Linked DNA regions of Hordeum vulgare: region 2 is linked to region 1. The links are chromatin contacts, called in public Hi-C maps. All regions are on one chromosome and are shown on one strand. Each heading gives the region's core, a stretch centred on a gene start, on an enhancer-like site or on the middle of the called end of the contact. The rest is flanking DNA. Distances are from core to core; before and after follow the strand shown. Region 1 has its middle 80 kb from the start of LOC123395598. Region 2 holds the start of LOC123395598.

Evidence for each region. A called contact is a pair of places that touch in the nucleus more often than the background predicts.
Region 2: a contact with region 1 is called in a Hi-C map of leaf, with 2.9 times the contacts expected there. The contact joins the promoter of LOC123395598 here to the enhancer-like site in region 1. A contact is called at or near these places in 3 of 6 Hi-C or Micro-C datasets (leaf and seedling).

What each region holds. Positions count from the first base shown.
Region 1 is chr5H:425,366,978-425,371,012 of MorexV3_pseudomolecules_assembly, reverse strand. No RefSeq gene overlaps it. Among protein-coding and RNA genes, the nearest start is that of LOC123395598, 80 kb to the left of the region's middle. Within about 2 kb of position 1,697, at least 1 of the 3 cell types and tissues checked has open chromatin away from gene starts, as enhancers often do. A contact at or near this core is called in leaf, where this site is marked.
Region 2 is chr5H:425,446,595-425,450,629 of MorexV3_pseudomolecules_assembly, reverse strand. LOC123395598 reads left to right here and starts at 1,920. Exons shown (of 2, transcript XM_045090624.1): 1 at 1,920-2,952. The coding sequence starts at 2,332.

The sequences.
Region 1 (4,035 bases), core at 448-2,947:
AATTCGTTCACCCACCGTAATACTTGCTATCATGAGAAAAGCCTCTAGTGAACACTATGGCCCCCGGGTCTATTTTACACATCATATATTCAGATCTACATACAAAAATACCAAAAATACCTTGCTACATTTTTATTTATTTATTTATATTTACCTATTATCATGATCAGATCTCACTTTACAAGTAATCGTAAAGGGATTGACAACCCCTTTATCGCGTTGGGTGCCAGTTTGTTTGTTTTTGCGCAGGTGTCTTGGTGCCTCATCTTGATACTCCTACTGAATTGATACTCAAACTGAGGAAAATACTTATCTCTACTTTGCTGCATCACCCTTTCCTCTTCAAGGGAAAAATCAATGCAAACTCAAGAAGTAGCAATGAACTCGAGCAAGTCAAGAAAACAGAGGAGAGAAAGGGAAAACAGAGAGCTTGGGCTCGGGCTGGACAAAGCAGTATATATAGGGATACTTTTAGTCCCGGTTGGTGATACAAACCGGGACTAAAGACCTATATCTAGTCCCGGTTTGTATTACCAACCGAGACTAATGACCCTCGCAAGGGCCCCAGCCTGACAAAATTCTGCCACCACCTCTTTAGTCCCGGTTGGTAACATCAACCGGGACTAGATGTTACTAATAAACTGGGACTAAAAGCATTCCTCACGAACCGGGACTAATGGTCACATTGATCCCGGTTCAAGAGCAAACCGGGATTAATAATCGAAACGTAAAACATGTTTTCTACTAGTGTACGCGTGCACCCTATATGCGCCAAAACAATTAGTAATTCAAAAAAGTTAGCAAAATTCTAAATCTTTTTTGGAACCAAACATGATTAAGTATTGCACTCATATAAAAAGTTTGGACAAGAAAATATTTCCAATGAATCCGAGACAAAAAAAACAAGTTTAATTATGATGACAATATAGCGTGTATAGTACTTGTATATAGCGATTTTTGCCGAATCTTCGATCCACGATGCAACAGAAGTCATTCTTTGATGAATCCTTTTATACAACTACAATACTTATCATGTTTAATACCAAAAAAGATTTACAATTTTTTAAACTTTTTCTAAATTACTATTTTTTTTCATATAAGGTGAGCTGGCACCCAGGTTCTCCTTTGTATTTTCCGTTTTAGTACTAGCAAGCACAACGAGGAAAAAACCCAAAGAAACACTGTACTTGGCTAGATTGTGTAAATATCCCCGCCGCTTAATCGAACGACTGTTTGGTTATCCTCGCTTGTCGTCTCTAGTCTTTGCTCGCTCTGTGTTTTGTGTGTGTCGCGACCACCATTTTGACCAGTGATGTCCCACGAGATGAACGGTGACGTTGATACGTAGTTTCACGAGCCGTCCGCCGACTACGACTATGGGGATGTGAACGGGAGCCACGAGGTCGGCTGCGCCTGGTGTTTACCCGGCGCCGTTTTCCGCCGCCGCCACTGTCGTCGCCTCTGCTTTTTGATCGACGATCTTACTCGGGAGTGAACTGCGTCCGTCGGCGGTCGGCATCGCTTCATCGCTCATCGGTGGGCTGAAAATATTACGGATAAGAGGATGATTAGCTTGTCGCTTTGTCTGTGTACTTGATCTGGTCATGTGAATATTCCGCCGCCTAATCGGTGCGCGCCTGCCGTCTCTACAAGAATCAATCATGATTAACAGGGACGTACGACGTTCAGTTTTCTTTTGCGCCCACAACCTACTACACGCATGATAACGGGAAGCACGCGGCCGGCTGGCCTGGCGTTTACCCGGCGCCGTTTTCCGCCGCCGCTGCATCTGCTTTCGATCCGTCGAAGAAATCTCGTTCGAAGGTGACCGCTGCGTCGGCGTCGCGTCGAAGGTGACCAGACCAGTGGGCGAAGAAGTTTCGGATAAGAGCAGGCCGCGCGCCTGCGTCCAGAGAAGACCAATGGAACAGCAGCGCAGCGGGTCTGCAGCACGCGCGTTGCGCAGAGAAATGAGCAAAACTAGTGATAACATACAGTTAAGAGTTAACAGAAGCCAAGTTCTCATCGCATAAGGTATATGGATTTCTTTATTTCATGTATTTGTTGTTGAACATTCAAACATTGTGGGCAGTTCTCTCGGACTCAAATAGGTAGCATGACCGTGTTGGCTTTTGAACGTGCGTATGCACCGTATAGGTGTGCCTACGCGATTTTTGCTTCGGCCAGCAACTTGACGGAACTTGCGTAACTAGCGACACGAATAAAACTGATCAATGGATTCGATGGCTAAAGGCATGTGTCGAGCCTTTTCTTTGTATTGCTTTTCGTTTTTCTGGTGTTACAATCAACACCTCTAGGGTGCCTTTTATACACGTCCACAAGGAACTATGAAAATAGACTAGGACTAGGAATCCTAATACTACTAGGACTTGGTTTGGCTTTCTTTCCTAATCCTACAAGGAACAACATGATTAACTTCTACATTCACCTCCTTAATCTTGTTGCTTGACTTCACTTCTTGCACTCCGACTTTCTTCCTCATCTCGATGAACTTCTGTCGACCGAGGGACTTGGTGAAAATATCAGCAAGTTGGTCTTTCGTGTTCACATGTTGAACCTCGATCAACACTTCTTCAATGCACTCCCGGATGTGGTGGAACCGGGTATCTATGTGCTTACTCCTTTTGTGATGAACCAGATTTTTGCACAACGAGATTGCAGCTTGGTTATCGATCTTCAGTGACACCTTCTGCACCTCCCGCTTTGCAAGAATAGCTAGAAGTCTTCTCAGCCACACTGCTTGACAAGCCGCCGTGCTTGCAGCTATGTATTCTGTCTCGCATGAAGACAGTGCCACCACGTTTTGTTTCTGAGAATTCCAGCTAATCGGATTCGGGCCAAGGTAGAAAATCATGTCCGTTGTGCTCTTTCGGTCATCAACATCACCTGCCATGTCACTATCTGAATATCCACGAAGGATTAATCCTTCCTTTCCCTTTCTGTACGTACAACCAAGATTAATGGTGCCTTTCACATAGCGCAAGATTTGATTGACCGCGCTCATGTGCTCGGTTGTCGGATTCTCCATGAAACGACTCATGATCCCGACTGAATAAGCCAAGTCAGGTCGGGTATGCACCAAATATCTTAGGCTGCCCACAACGCTTCGATACATTGTGGTGTCCACCGGCGGATTTGAGCTACGCTTGCTCAACTTCTGACGTTGGTCCACTGAAACTTGTATCTCGTAGCAATATGACATGCCACACTTGTCCAATAACTTGACCGCGTAGGCCGATTGACATAGGGAAATCTCTCCGGAGCTTTGCTTCACTTCGATGCCCAAGTAATAGTTGAGTAATCCCAAATCACTCATGCTAAACGTGTTCTTCATTTGCGCCTTGAAACGTTCAATTTCTTGTACGCTATCTCCGATGATAATCAGATCGTCGACATAAACTCCAACTAGCAGGTTTGAGCCTTTGGAGTTCTTTGTATAGACTGCGTGCTCAAGGGGACATCTCTTTAACGTGAGCGAGACCAAACTTCGGTCTAACTTTGAGTTCCAAGCTCTTGGCGCTTGCTTCAAACCATAAAGTGCCTTCTTGAGATTGTAAACTTTCCCTTCTTTGCCTTTCTTCTCGTAGCCGAGGGGTTGTTCCACGTACACTTCTTCTGTGAGATCGCCGTTGAGGAAAGCGGATTTAACATCCATATGATGAACCTTCCAATCCTCTTGTGCTGCCAAAGCTAGGAGCACTCTCACCGTCTCGATTCAAGCAATCGGTGCAAACACCTCATCATAGTCAACTCCTTGATGTTGTACGTAGCCCTTTGCAACGAGTCTTGCCTTGTACTTCACAATGGCACCCTCCGTGTCCTTCTTTAACTTGTAAACCCACTTCAAACCTATAGCCTTTTGGTTCGGAGGTCGAGTTACCAAAGTCCACGTGCCATTGCTCTCAATCTCCTTCATCTCCTCATCCATGGCGTGCGTCCAGCTAGGACTTTTGCTCGCCTCTACAAAGTTCGCCGGCTCCTCAACTCTGAACAGACATAGTCCAGAGTACTCGA
Region 2 (4,035 bases), core at 671-3,170, 79 kb before region 1:
TTCTTAAAAAGTAGTGCTTCATTAGTCAATTTGTTGCTCCGACAAGCCGATTAATCAAGTCCGGCTTGGACATCTGAAAAGACATATCTTTGGGGGTTCATCTATCCGTAAAACAATAGATCTAATCCCTTCATTCTTAAGTATATTTTTAGAAATTTTAATAGAGGATTACGTACGAAGCAAAATGAATGAACTTACACTCTAAAATATATCTATATACATACGTATATAGTTCTCTATTGAAATGTCTAAAAAAAACTTGCATTTAGAAATGGAAGGAGTACATAACAGTTCGATTGATCTCATACCACCATACTCAAAATTTGGACCAGATCTTATGCAGAATGATAGAGATCACAGTTTTTTGAAGGGATAGAGATCACAGTTTTAGTTGTGTGCTTGGCATATTTCTGTTTTATGTGAGCACTTACTTTAGTGTACTGAAAGCTAATTCTGTTGAACTAACTGAGCCCTGAACTCCGTGAGCTTTATTTGGTTAACCGAGGCCCGATTGGAAATCATTGTACCAAGATTTTTCTTCTAGTTGACTTAACTTAGCATTTGAAAAGCTAATGGCAATCTCAATGCGTATTTTTTACATCATAGACACCATACAAGATCGCACCCGATCAAATGTTACACCAAGGCACAATCTCGAAATAAAAAGTAAGCAGGTCATCATTAGTGCCACAATGGAGCTCATGAGTAGTATACACTCCTATAACATCTAAGGGCATCTCCAACATTGATCCTAAAACACACATGGTTTCCACCCGCTGGTACGGACGCGTCCGTGGATAGTGATAGAGAGTCGGCCATCCAACCATGCATGCATATATTTTAAACCGGATTTAAACAAACCAGAGGAGTATGATGCAAACCAGATGATTTTCATGTAAATGTGAGCACAATCATTATATTTTCAATGTATTCTATTTAAAAGCGATCATATCTAAACCTAGTCTAAATCTACGGCGATGGCCATCCGCCAAGTCCTTGTTACGCCCCTCCCCCTCCCCGACTCAAGTCGGGCGACCGAGATGAGATTCGAGAAGTGAAGGTGCGATCGACAGTGCATGGGCAATACCGACTCACTTCAAAATCGAGGCCCCGTCGTCTTCCATGCCCTACTCGTCCCCATCGAGTTTGCGACATGTTCTCGACGAGTGGATGTGAGCTAGATAATGGACGTGGACGGGTCGGCCTCACCGTCGTACCGGCATCAACGAAACATAGTTGGCGGTATGAACGACGCGCAACTGCCGGCATTCTCGTCTGCGATCATCCGTGCCACCTCCACGTCCGACTTCACCGTGACCGCGTTGCAGTCTATGTGAGAGTGTGTGGCCCCGTACCTCGCCCATTGCTCGGCGATGAAGATGGGTTCTCCACAGGGCTGGGCCGTCATGAATGCGACGCTCGCGCTTTGAACGACATTAATGCACGACAACCATGCACAAGCGCGAAAGAGATTTTCGGATGGATCCGGGTCTCAAATGAATGCGTGACGATGATCCGGACGTCCAACAAAGCTCCTCTGATTTGCTTTTGGTTTACATGAAAACAAACGTTCGGACCAGACGTGCAGCAAAATTCCCCCGGTTTGCTTTTGGTATACAGGAAAACGGACATTTAGACCGGACGTCCGGCAAAGCTTCCCTTAGTTTGCTTTCTGGTTTAAAAAAAACAGACGTTTGGATCGGACCGCTACAGTTGGAGATGCCCTAACTTGCCTTCATATTTTTCACGTGAATCAGAGCACACACTAATCATGCATATCGCGTTAGTGGTTTGTTGCTAGTCACACTATGACACATAAAGGGAAGAAAAAAAAGACATACTTCATGAAAAAAGTAGTGCGATCCATACGTAGTGTGCACATATATCGTAGTTAAAGAAATAAAAAAGCAGTGTGATCCATAAACCGTACGGAAAAAGTTTCATGCTGATAAAAGAGAAGCGTACAAAAAGGAATACGAAACAACAACACTATTATACGCGAAAGTATTTATTAACGATCACACAATGGGAACACCTAGTATTAGTAGTACAAATTAGGGGAGCGTCGGAACAGCGTGCCTTCCTTTTTCAGTCGTAGCATAGCAACAGTAGCCAACGGAACGGATGTCCATTTAAGTATTTGACCCCGAGCCTCCGGGCAGAGCAGAGCACCTTTATAACTCCCAGCTCCGTTTCCCTCACACGTACGGTAACGGGTAACCAAAACCAACCCCCCACTCTCAGCTCCCCGCTAATCATCTACGCGCGACCTCGCAGGCGTTCAGCCGTTGCGCACGGAGCCAAGCTAAGCTAGCCAGGCAAGGCGGTGGCATGGGGAACGCTCTGGCCGGCAGGCGGCGGGCGGCGAAGGTGATGACGGTGGACGGCGCCACGTTCCGGTACAAGACGCCGGCGGCGGCCGGCGCGGCGCTGCGCGGCCACCCGGGCCACCAGCTGCTCGAGTCCGAGGAGGTGCGGCGGCTCGGCGTCCGCGCCCGCCCGCTCGACCGCGACGCCGCGCTCAAGCCGGGCAAGCTCTACTTCCTCGTCCACCTCCCCCGCGGCGCCGCCGGCGAGGGCGAGGGCCAGGGCCTGCGCGCGCCGCACAAGACGTGGTCGGGCGCGCTCCATGTGGGCGCCAGGGAGCGGCTGGAGAGCCTGATGCTCTCGCGCCGCACGGTGTCGGACGTGGCGTCCCTCATGCCCTCCGCCGCCAGGGAGCCGTCGTCCGTGGAGGCCGGCGCGGACGGCGCCGTGCGGCTGCGGATGCGGCTGCCCAAGTCGGAGGTGGCGCGGCTGATGAAGGAGAGCAGGGACCCCGCCGAGGCCGCCGAGCGGATCATGCAGCTCTGCGTCGCCAGGGACCAGGGCGCCGCCCCCGCGCCGCCCAAGCCCGCCGCGCTGCCGGCCTCCGCGCTCTGCACCAACAAGACCGCCATCATCAAGAAAGAGGTGAGCACCCTCCCACCCCCACCCCCACCCCCGGCCATGACCGCGACCTTCCGTGCGCGCGCGGGCACGACTTGCCATGTTACATTTCCGTCCAAGCTCGTTGAAACGATATTTTCCGTCCATCTCCATTAGGCTTGGCCGATAACGACGCCCGCCCGCCCGTCCCATACACAGACCACCAGCTCGCCGATCCTTCCCTGCTCCTCCCCCAGCAAACAGCAGACCGTTAATGGAATGACAAGGCGAACAGCAATGCGCCATGGCTCTGTCCAGACCCCCCTTTTGATCACCAACGCCAACGGAATGGATGGTGGCTCAGCACGTACGTACTACATCTTTCGAGCCGGTGAAGGATCCGTGGCAACTTGGCGCGCAGCCCCGTTCGGGGGAGTGCGGTACGTGTGGTTTTTGCCCGCCCCCCACCTTCGGCGCGCCCTTTTGACCTCCACTTCGCTTTGTTTGTTGGTCGCCCGCCCCCGATAAGCGATAAGCTCGGCCGGCTCCATCGTTCACGTGGTGCAGCATCCAGCACTGCGCAACAGCTGGTGATTGGTGAAGCTTCTCCTACCCCTACCTCCTCCGTCCCATCATTCATCTCACTCACACGGAGAGAGAGCATCTCGCGTAACAGCGCACGGCACGTGTCCTGGCGACCACGTGAGCTTCGCTCGGTGTTACGGGTAAGGAGGGGGCTGTCATCTCATCTGCATGGTTAACTACTACCAGTGCTAGATCGGGAGGAATCATGGAGGGCCAGGTCAAGTCAATTTCGGGGTTGATTGGCACCGGTAGGTGATGTGGTTCATAGCTAGCTTGGGCCGCGCCACGTCAAGCGGGCGGGGACGTGAAGGTCGCGTCGTGCATGTGCGGGAAAGATTCTGGGTACAGAGTGGTACTGTGCTGTGACACCGCCACCCAGATGGCCCGCGCTGTTGGTTATTAGACTTATATTAGACTATAATGACAGGCGATTCGTGAATAGTGTAGCTGATTCGAATCACCCTACGTGTCGCGGCTTCGGCGTGTGGTCTGTTTCCGGTGACAATTTTCTGCAAGATCATGAGCTTGTAGTTTGTCCCGTCC